2 separate regions of the Salmo salar genome follow, and region 1 is linked to region 2. Evidence: chromatin contacts called from public Hi-C data. All regions are on one chromosome and are shown on one strand. The core of a region is the stretch at or near the end of the contact, and the rest is flanking DNA. Distances in the headings are between cores, read along the strand shown.

The links. A called contact is a pair of places that touch in the nucleus more often than the background predicts.
Region 1: a Hi-C map of muscle shows a contact between it and region 2, with 6 times the contacts expected there. The contact joins the enhancer-like site here to the promoter of LOC106561682 in region 2. A contact is called at or near these places in 2 of 3 Hi-C or Micro-C datasets (gill and muscle).

Annotation. Positions count from the first base shown.
Region 1 is chrssa10:117,572,614-117,577,003 of Ssal_v3.1, forward strand. It overlaps LOC106561694 (netrin-4), which reads left to right. Exons shown (of 11, transcript XM_045688490.1): 11 at 252-3,149. The coding sequence ends at 472. LOC106561684 (methionine aminopeptidase 2) reads right to left here. Exons shown (of 11, transcript XM_014125867.2): 11 at 3,398-4,360. The coding sequence ends at 4,108. Among protein-coding and RNA genes, the nearest start is that of LOC106561684, 23 kb to the right of the region's middle. Within about 2 kb of position 2,323, at least 1 of the 13 cell types and tissues checked has an H3K27ac peak or open chromatin away from gene starts, as enhancers often do. A contact at or near this core is called in muscle, where this site is marked.
Region 2 is chrssa10:117,494,861-117,499,723 of Ssal_v3.1, forward strand. It overlaps LOC106561682 (small nuclear ribonucleoprotein F), which reads right to left and starts at 3,348. Exons shown (of 4, transcript XM_014125865.2): 1 at 3,154-3,348; 2 at 88-213. The coding sequence starts at 3,156.

The DNA of each region.
Region 1 (4,390 bases), core at 1,073-3,572, 77 kb after region 2:
GTATGCAATCTCTGAACACCTTAAACAGATGGGTGACCCCATATATGCTTAAATAGGCCTCACACTAGACACTTGTACATTAGATACCTCACAGCAACCTCCATCTGTTTCACTATAGCATTCTATGATTTTTTAAAACAGTATGCCGATTTAAAACCTGGCTAAGACCCCTCTCTATCAGTGTCCATTAAAAGTTAATTGACTAAATATAAAATGGAATTGACCCTGCTCTCTCTATTCTACTCCCCCAGGATCAGAGTATCTGGTGGGGGGCCACGAGGACCGGCGGACGGGTCGTCTGCTGGTGAACACCAAGAGCCTGGTCAAACCCTGGAGGCCCAGCCTGGGACGCAAGCTCCTGCACCTCCTCAACAAACACTGTAGCTCCTCCTCCTCCTCTTCCTCTTCAAGGAAGACTGCAGCAGAGAGACTGCAGAATGCAAACGTCTTTAGTCTGCAGAAGAAAGACTAGAGCCATGGAACAAGATGAAGAGAGGGATGGAGAGAGGGGTGGAGAGTTAAAAGTTATCCATGTTTTGGTGGATTGCATGAGAAGGACGATGAGCCGAATATAAAGACGTGTGAGAGTGTATTTTTGGACGAATGTGGGCTGGACATGGGGATACAGCCACAGATCGGGCAATATGGGGAAAGCAGAACTCTTTTGCCATTCAGGGCCTCATTTGCCTGTTTCATCCAGAGACCCACGGAACACATTTCTGAAACGATGACCTCCACGGCAGGACGGATAGTGTTCTGTGCTGAATGGCACTGTGTGGCTCAGTTGGAAAGAGCATGGCTCTGGCAACACTGAGGTTGTGGGTTCAATTCCTGCAGGGATCCTAAACAAAAATGTATGCACTCACTGTATTGCAAGTCACTTTGGTTAAACGTGTGAGTCTGCTTAGTGGTATATATTGGATTATATAATATGATGACAGGCAGCTGCACAGAGACAGAGTACAGACTGTCATCTCCTTTTTTATAGGAAGAGGAAAATAAGTTTCCAAAGGGAAGACCAGATATCCTGAGTGAAGGTTTACTGTATGAGGAAGATTTATTGATTGATCTGACTTCTCATTCTGATCCTGAATGTTCCAGTCCCAAAGACATACTACTGGGCTGGTTTTTAAATCCACTTTAGATTTGTCTCAGACTATAGTTGAAACAAAGCCAAATATAGAACCAAAAGGATATTATTAATGAATGTTTTATCATACTGTCTATCAAATGACCGAGATCTTAATGTTCTATGATTAGCGTTCTGATCTAGCCAAGGTTTTATTTTGGAGTCCTGACGTTTGTATCCTCAGTTCCTGGAGTCATTGGCAGTAAACCTGCAAAAGCATCATCATTTTTATCTGTGTGTGTGTGTGTGTGTGTGTGTGTGTGTGTGTGTGTGTGTGTGTGTGTGTGTGTGTGTGTGTGTGTGTGTGTGTGTGTGTCCACAAACTTACTGTCCTTGGCTCGAAGGGACTGAGCAGGCCTTAACAGGTAGTTTCTCCTGGAACGGCAGAAGAGTAGAGAGAGAACAGAAAAGAGCATGTCTGTCTGGATCCCTCTGGGACTAAAGCACTGAAGACGCTCTCAGTTAGAATTTAACTGACTTCACGTATTCCCTCACTCTCAGTCTGATTTCAATGGCTCTTTGTCAGGTTAGTTATGTCAAAACATGTCACAATGAGGTCTACTTACTCACATGGTTTGGTGTCTTCACTTCTATTGCACTCAGGGATATAGTGGTAAAAAAAACTAAAATAGGTAGGTAAACTCTGAACACCTTATACAGATGGGTAAATACACCTCTATTTATTGGGTGTGAGTGTGATTTAATCACATGGTTCACTGCAGCACAAGGAATGAATCATGTGGCAAGGAGATGTCTCTGTACTCAGATTTAGAATGGTGAACTGAGTTTACTTTCATTTATTTAACTGGGCAAGTCAGTTAGGAACAAATTCTTATTTACAATGACAGCCTACCCCAGACAACACTGTGCCAATTGTGCACCACCCTATGGTACTGGATTTGAACCAGGGACTGTAGTGACACCTCTTGCACTGTGCTTTAGACCACTGCACCGCTCAGGAACATGACTTTATCCTTCACTGCAGCGCCGATTCCACTCTATATCAGGTTGTTGTTGTTAGGGAAGACAGAAAATAACCCCATGTGTGTTTCTCTCATTAGTAAACAAACCCAACATTCCATGAATCCCAAAATAAACATGAGCTACTTAGCTAAGAAAGGAAGGGATGAATTGACGTCACTGTGTCAGATCTGGAGAGGCTCAGTACATATTTGACCCAGACCTAGCTTGCTTCCCAAATGGAACCCTATTCCCTACATAGTGCACTACTTTTGACCAGAGCCCTATTCCCTACATAGTGCACTACTTTTGAACAGAGCCCTGGTTAAGAATAGGTCTGTGTTGCTGTCTCAAAGGCTGCGTTTACACAGGCAGACCAATTCTAATATTGTTTTTCAGATTTGATCTGATTAAGGTCAGCATATTGGGCTGCCTGTGTAAACACTGCCTAAGGAGTAGCTAGGTCAGTAGCTGCTGGCCTGGCTGAAGAGACATGATGCATTCCTGCACTGTGGCATCATCCGACTGCTTCGCCCTTTGTCCCAAAGACTTTATTAAAGGAATTTGCAAGTGGTGGATGGAGCAGAGGTATGAGATCATGAATGAAAAGGGACATGTAACATATTATCATAATCATATCAGCTGTATGTCCTACTTAGCTACATACTGTAAGTATTAGTTGTTATAAAAAAAAAATACATATTTTTTTATTTAACTAGGCAAGTCATTTAAGAACATATTCTTATTTTACAATGACAGCCTAGGAACAGTGGGTTAACTACCTTGTTCAGGGGCAGAACAACAGATTTTTACCTTGTCAGCTCAGGGATTCGAACCTTGCGGTTACTGGCCCAACGCTCTAATCACTAGGCTACCTGATTTGTTTACATCTTACATTTTCCTTAGATTTACATAAATGAGCTACAATTTGCATTTGATGGCAAATGCACAGATATCATGTGGAATCCATGAACTCCACCTTTTAAAGGGACGTCTGTCTGTCTATATGTGATACCTGACATGCATGTATGCATTACGGCTAATAAATAAGTCAATGGTTTATTGTTCTACATGTTGTAGGAATTCCTTTCTGACATGGTTCAGTACATCTTTGAAGCTCAATTTGAATGTGTATTCCTGTTAGTTGTTTTGCCACTGAAACCACTGGAGTACATACTTTATGAATGTAATAATATCGCCCTCCTTTGGTTAAAAGTGAGAATAGAACACTTCTACTCCGCAATTTGAATCGTTGGCTTTGGCATGATCACTTTACATTCAAACACGAATACAATAAACAAAAACAGGTTTAAGATGTGCAACAATTCAATTTATTAATTTTTTTAAAAATCACCTCAAAATAAATAGGGACAGAGAAACAAAATATAGAAATATAAATAATTTCATAGCATTATTATAGTCAAATCACAGGTTATTTTCAAGGCATTGAATATGCTTTGAATTATTAAATAATACATTGAGGTGTCCACCCAAAACATAGGGAGTCATTTTGCATATTTCATTTAATTCTAAATAAGCAATACAGGAATCAAGTAAGTATAATAAAGAAAATGACGATTATAGTTCTTGCTTTTTATATGCCCTTATTTATTGGCTTAATCCTTTGAAATAATACTTATATTAATACATATGTTAAGTAATAATTAACGGTCTCTTGCTAAAACACTTGAAGGTAGGTGCAGAAGGTAGGATTCAAGCAACTTAAAATTACATCACAATAATAACGTTGCATAAATGTTATCATCAGTCGAGGACATATTTCAGGGATCGTGTTCATTAGGCACCAAACTGAAAGAAAAATGCACGGAAACACAGAAGGACTACCTAGACTTGTCCAATAAGAAACGTTATTAAAGGGACATAAACGGAGTGGAATTTGCATGTGTTGAATAGAGCGGTGTTATGGCATCCAATGAACATGACCCTGATTTATCTTCTCTCATTCTTTCTCTTCCTGTTCTTCCTGGTTCGAGGCCAGCTGGCCCAGGGAAACGTACTCAGTAGTCATCACCCCTGCTCACCACTTCCTTACAGGTGGGCCTGAGAAGGATGGTGTGTTCGTATTGGGCAGTGTAGGAGCCCTTGGTGTCACAGAGCGGAGGGTACGGGTCTATGATGCCCAGATCACACAGGTTCTTCAGGGCCATCAGGTACTTGCTCTCTCCCTGCCGGTCCAACCAGCGGCGGCAGAACGCCAACGTCCCGAAGTTCTCATTGATCACATTGAGCAGATGCTTAGCTCTGGGGAGCCTGTGACAGCACAATGGGAGGAGGCGGGGA
Region 2 (4,863 bases), core at 2,098-4,597:
ACTCCAGCTGTAGGGAATTATGCATTTCAGTGATGTTTTCACATATTTTACTGTATGCATCTTTCTGGTCCACACACAAACACACACCTGCATATTCATGTAGCTGTCCACGGACACCAGGTATCCTTTGTATTCCATGCCCCACTTCAGCTTCACCATCACGGGCTTGCCAGTCAGACCGTTCAGGAACGGTTTGGGATTCAGTGGTAAACTCTGAAATCACATTCACATGTGCCATTATCAAAAAACATGTTATTGGTCAAAAGGAACACCTATATGAGAATGTTGTTCATTGACTACAGCTCAGCGTTCAACACCATAGTGCCCACAAAGCTCATCACTAAGCTAAGGACCCTGGGACTAAACACCTCCCTCTGCAACTGGATCCTGGACTTACTGATGGGCCACCCCCAGGTGGTAAGGGTAGGCAAAAACACGTCTGCCATGCTGATCCTCAACACTGGTGCCCCTCAGGGGTGTGTGCTTAGAAGGCGGCAGCGTAGCCTAGTGGTTAGAGCGTTGGACTAGTAACCGAAAGGTTACAAGATCAAATCCCCGAGCTGACAAGGTACAAAATCTGTCGTTCTGCCCCTGAACAAGGTTAAACATTAGGCTGTCATTGAAAATAAGAATTTGTTCTTAACTGACTTTCCTAGTTAAATAAATAAAATAAATGTGTCCCCTCCTGTATTCCTTGTTCAGCCACGACTGCGTGGCCAAACACGACTCCAACACCATCATTAAGTTTGCTGACGACACAACAGTGTCTGATCACCGACAGCATATAGGGAGGAGGTCAGATACCTGGCAGTGTGGTACCAGGACAACAACCTCTCCCTCACATCACCAATGCATTATCATGGTCCAAACACACCAAGACAGTTGTGAATAGTGTACGACAACAGGAGACTGAAAAGATTTGGCATGGGTCCCCAGATCCTCAAAGTTCTACAGCTGCACCATCGAGAGCATCCTGACCGGTTGCATCACCAACTGGTATGGCGAGCGGTACTGTAGCGCCAAGTCTAGGACTAAAAGGCTCCTTAACAGCTTCTACCTCCAAGCCATAAGACTGCTGAACAATTAATCAAATGGCCACCCTAACTATTTACATTGACCCCCCCTTTGTTTTTACACTTGCTGTTATTATGTATGCATCATGGACATTTTTACTGACAGTTGTGGCTGCAAATTACCTCGACTAACCTGTACATCGCACATTGACTCTGTACTGGTACCCGCTGTATATAGCCTTTTTCAATTTTTTTGTACTTTACCGTAAATTCCGAACTATAAACCGCAACTTTTTTCCCAGTTTTGAACCTCGCGGCTAATATGGATTTTTCCCGCTTTCAATTTTTTTTCTCCCCCCCCCCAAAAAAAACCACATTGTGTGACGTGCTCAGTTTTTTGGCGGCATGAAGCTTTCATTAGACCAATGAAATTGCCGAACGGGTTAAGGTCAAACAACTTTTTTGTTTACTGTTTAGATTAAATCGAGCGCTTTTAAACTTCCCATCATTCTGATTACGGTAGTCATTTTGTCACCCTCATCATGGCAAAGACACGGAGAAATGCATATGATGCAGCTTTCAAGGCGATTGATCTGGCTGTTGGAAAAGGAAATAGAGCTGCTGCACGGGAGCTTGGTCTTAATGAGTCAATGATAAGACGTTGGAAACAGCAGCGTGAGGAATTGACTCAGTGCAGAAAGACAACTAAAGCTTACTGCTAATTTGTTATTTTTTGTTACAAGCCGTGTTTCGTTAAAGCCTATTTATTTTTGTTACAAGCCGTGTTTCGTTAAAGCCTGTGTAAAGTTAATTTGTTTCAATGTACCGGTAGGCACCTGCGGCTTATAGACATGTGCGGCTTATTTATGTTCAAAATTATATCTTTTTTAAAATTCAGTGGGTGCGGCTTATATTCAGGTGCGCTTAATAGTCCGGAAATTACGGTAGTTTATTTGGTAAATATTTTCTTAACTCTTTCGTGAACTGCACTGTTGGTTAAGGGCTTGTAAGTAAGCATTTCTACACCTGTTGTATTCGGCGCATGTGACAAAGTTCTTTGATGTGGTATATTGGCCATATATCACACCTCCTCGGGCCTTATTGCCTAATTATATTATAGTCATAATATTAACGATAATTAACTGGTTATATTTAAGCAATAAGGCACGAGGGGATGTGGTATATGGCCAATATACCACGGCTAAGGACTGTTCTTCCCCACGACGCAACGAGGAGTGCCTGGATACAGCCCTTAGCCGTGGTATATTGGTAATATATCACAAACCCCTGAGGTGCCGTATTGCTATTATAAACTGGTTACCAATGTAATTTGAGCATTAGATACACATTTGTCATACCCACGGTATATGGTCTGTTATAAACTGGGTGGTTTGAGCCCTGAATGGTGATTGGCTGACAGCCATTGTATATCAGACTGTATACCATGGGTATGACAAAACGTTTATTTTTACTTCTCTAATTACATTGGTAACCAGTTTATAATAGCAATAAGGCACCTCTGGGGTTTGTGATATATGGCTAATATATCACGACTAAGGGCTGTATCCAGGCACTACTCGTTGCGTCGTGCATAAGAACAGCCCTTAGCCGTGCTATATTGATCATATACCACACCTCCTCGGGCCTTATTGCTTAAATATACCACGGCTGTCAGCCAATCAGTAATCAGGGCCCGAACCACTCAGTTTATAATGTTTATAACAGGTATGACAAAACATTTATTTTTACAGTTCTAATTACGTTGGTAGCCAGTTTATAATAGAAATAAGGCCGTGGCATATCGGCTATATGCCACATCTCCTCGGGCCTTATTGCTTAAATATCCCACGGCTGTTCAGACAACCAGCATCCAGGACCCAAACACATTACAGCTGCATCTCACAGCTAGCTACCTAGATAATCAAACTAGCCTTTCACATGCAGTGCAAAGCACAACAAAGTACATCTTACCACCCTAACTAGCTACCGTAGCTAGCAAGTTGGATAATCACAACAAAGGCGCATAATGCGAATTTATGATAACTTTAATTTGAGTAGTTAGCTATGATATGCCTGGACGTTCACTACATATATTACCAATCCTCATCAAACACCTCATAATATAGTCTAGAATATTTACCATTTTGATTCTGTGTGAGCTTCAACGACGATTGCACGCCGTTATTGGATACAGGAAGTAGTGGTGAACTCTGAACTCTGATCCGTACAAAACAGCACTGTGATTGGTTCAGTTTTTGTAATTGTTCATCCTGATTGGCCACAGAACCGGAGAGAAAAACAGACGGGAATTTTATAATATAGTCTCTCTTGCTCGCCGGGCTAGACAACAGCAGTTGCAGTTTGAGTTGTGACCACTAGGAGGTAATGTTCTCAAATGGATTGAAGTAGCCAACACTCCCAACCATTGTGAGTGATTTGAATAACATAAGAGAAACTTTTATGGAAACTTGAATCTCCTTTTAAAGATGTAAATTATATTATGATAATCGATATTGGCAGCCACATAGTAGTCTAAAGAATGTTGGTAATTTTAGAATGTTTATTTAAATGTACATTTAAATTCACTGCAGATTGTTGCTTGTGCTATTGCTGTACTGTAGTTCATTGTGAATGTCATGGGATTTTTGACACAAGATAGATCAAATTCTCTCTCTATGTCTCTGGCCGTTTTCGAGCGGATCACTTTTGTCAATCCCCAGCTTTCAAAGTGTGTTGCATTATGGGGATAGAAATTGTCCGACTTGATGATTAAGGTGTTTTTGTTTGTCCCATGCAAACGTGTCTACCTGCATGAACTTGATAAAAATCAAGAGATCAAAGGTAATGGAGTTTTGACTGCAGTCGACAGCAAGTTTCTGCAGTTGCTCTTCACCAACCTCCTCCGGCAGCCATGGCCTGCATTGTGGAAGGCTCTATTGTATTTATTTAACCTTTATACTAGGCAAATCAGTTAAGAACGAATTCTTATTTACAATGACGGCCTACCAAAAGGCAAAAGGCCTCCTGATGGGGCCGGGATTAAAAATAAAAAATATAGGACAAAACACACATCATGAGAAAGAGAGACCTAAGACAACAGCATAACATGGCAGCAACACATGACAACACAGCATGGTAGCAACACCACATGACAACAACATGGTAGCAACACAACATGGCAGCAGCACAAAACACGGTACAAACATTATTGGGCACAGACAAGAGCACAAAGGCAAGAAGGTAGAGACAACAATACATCACGCGAAGCAGTCACAACTGTCAGTAAGAGTGTCCATGATTGAGTCTTTGAATGAAGAGATGGAGATAAAACTGTCCAGTTTGAGTGTTTGTTGCAGCTCGTTCCAGTCGCTAGTTGCAGCGAACTGAAAAGAGGAGCGACCCAGGGATGTGTGTGCTTTGGTGACCTTTAATAGAATGTGACTGGCAGAACGGGTGTTGTATGTGGAGGATGAGGGCTGCAGTAGGTATCTCAGATAGGGCGGGAATGAGGCCTTAGAGGGTTTTATAAATAAGCATCAACCAGTGGGTCTTGCGACGGGGTTACAGAGAAGTATAGAGTGCAGTGATGTGTCCTATAAGGAGCATTGGTTGCCAATCTGATGGCCGAATTGTAAAGAACATCTAGCTGCTTGAGAGCACCCTTGATGATTAAGGTGTTTTTGTTTGACCCATGCAAACGTGACCAAAGACGTGACTGAAACAGGAAATAACTTTGCCGCAATTCATGTATACAGTGGATATGTACAAATTAATGTGATATTTGAGGCTCTCTCTCACCAGGGGCGAACTGGGACAAAAATTCAGCCCTGGCATTTTATCCACACCAGCC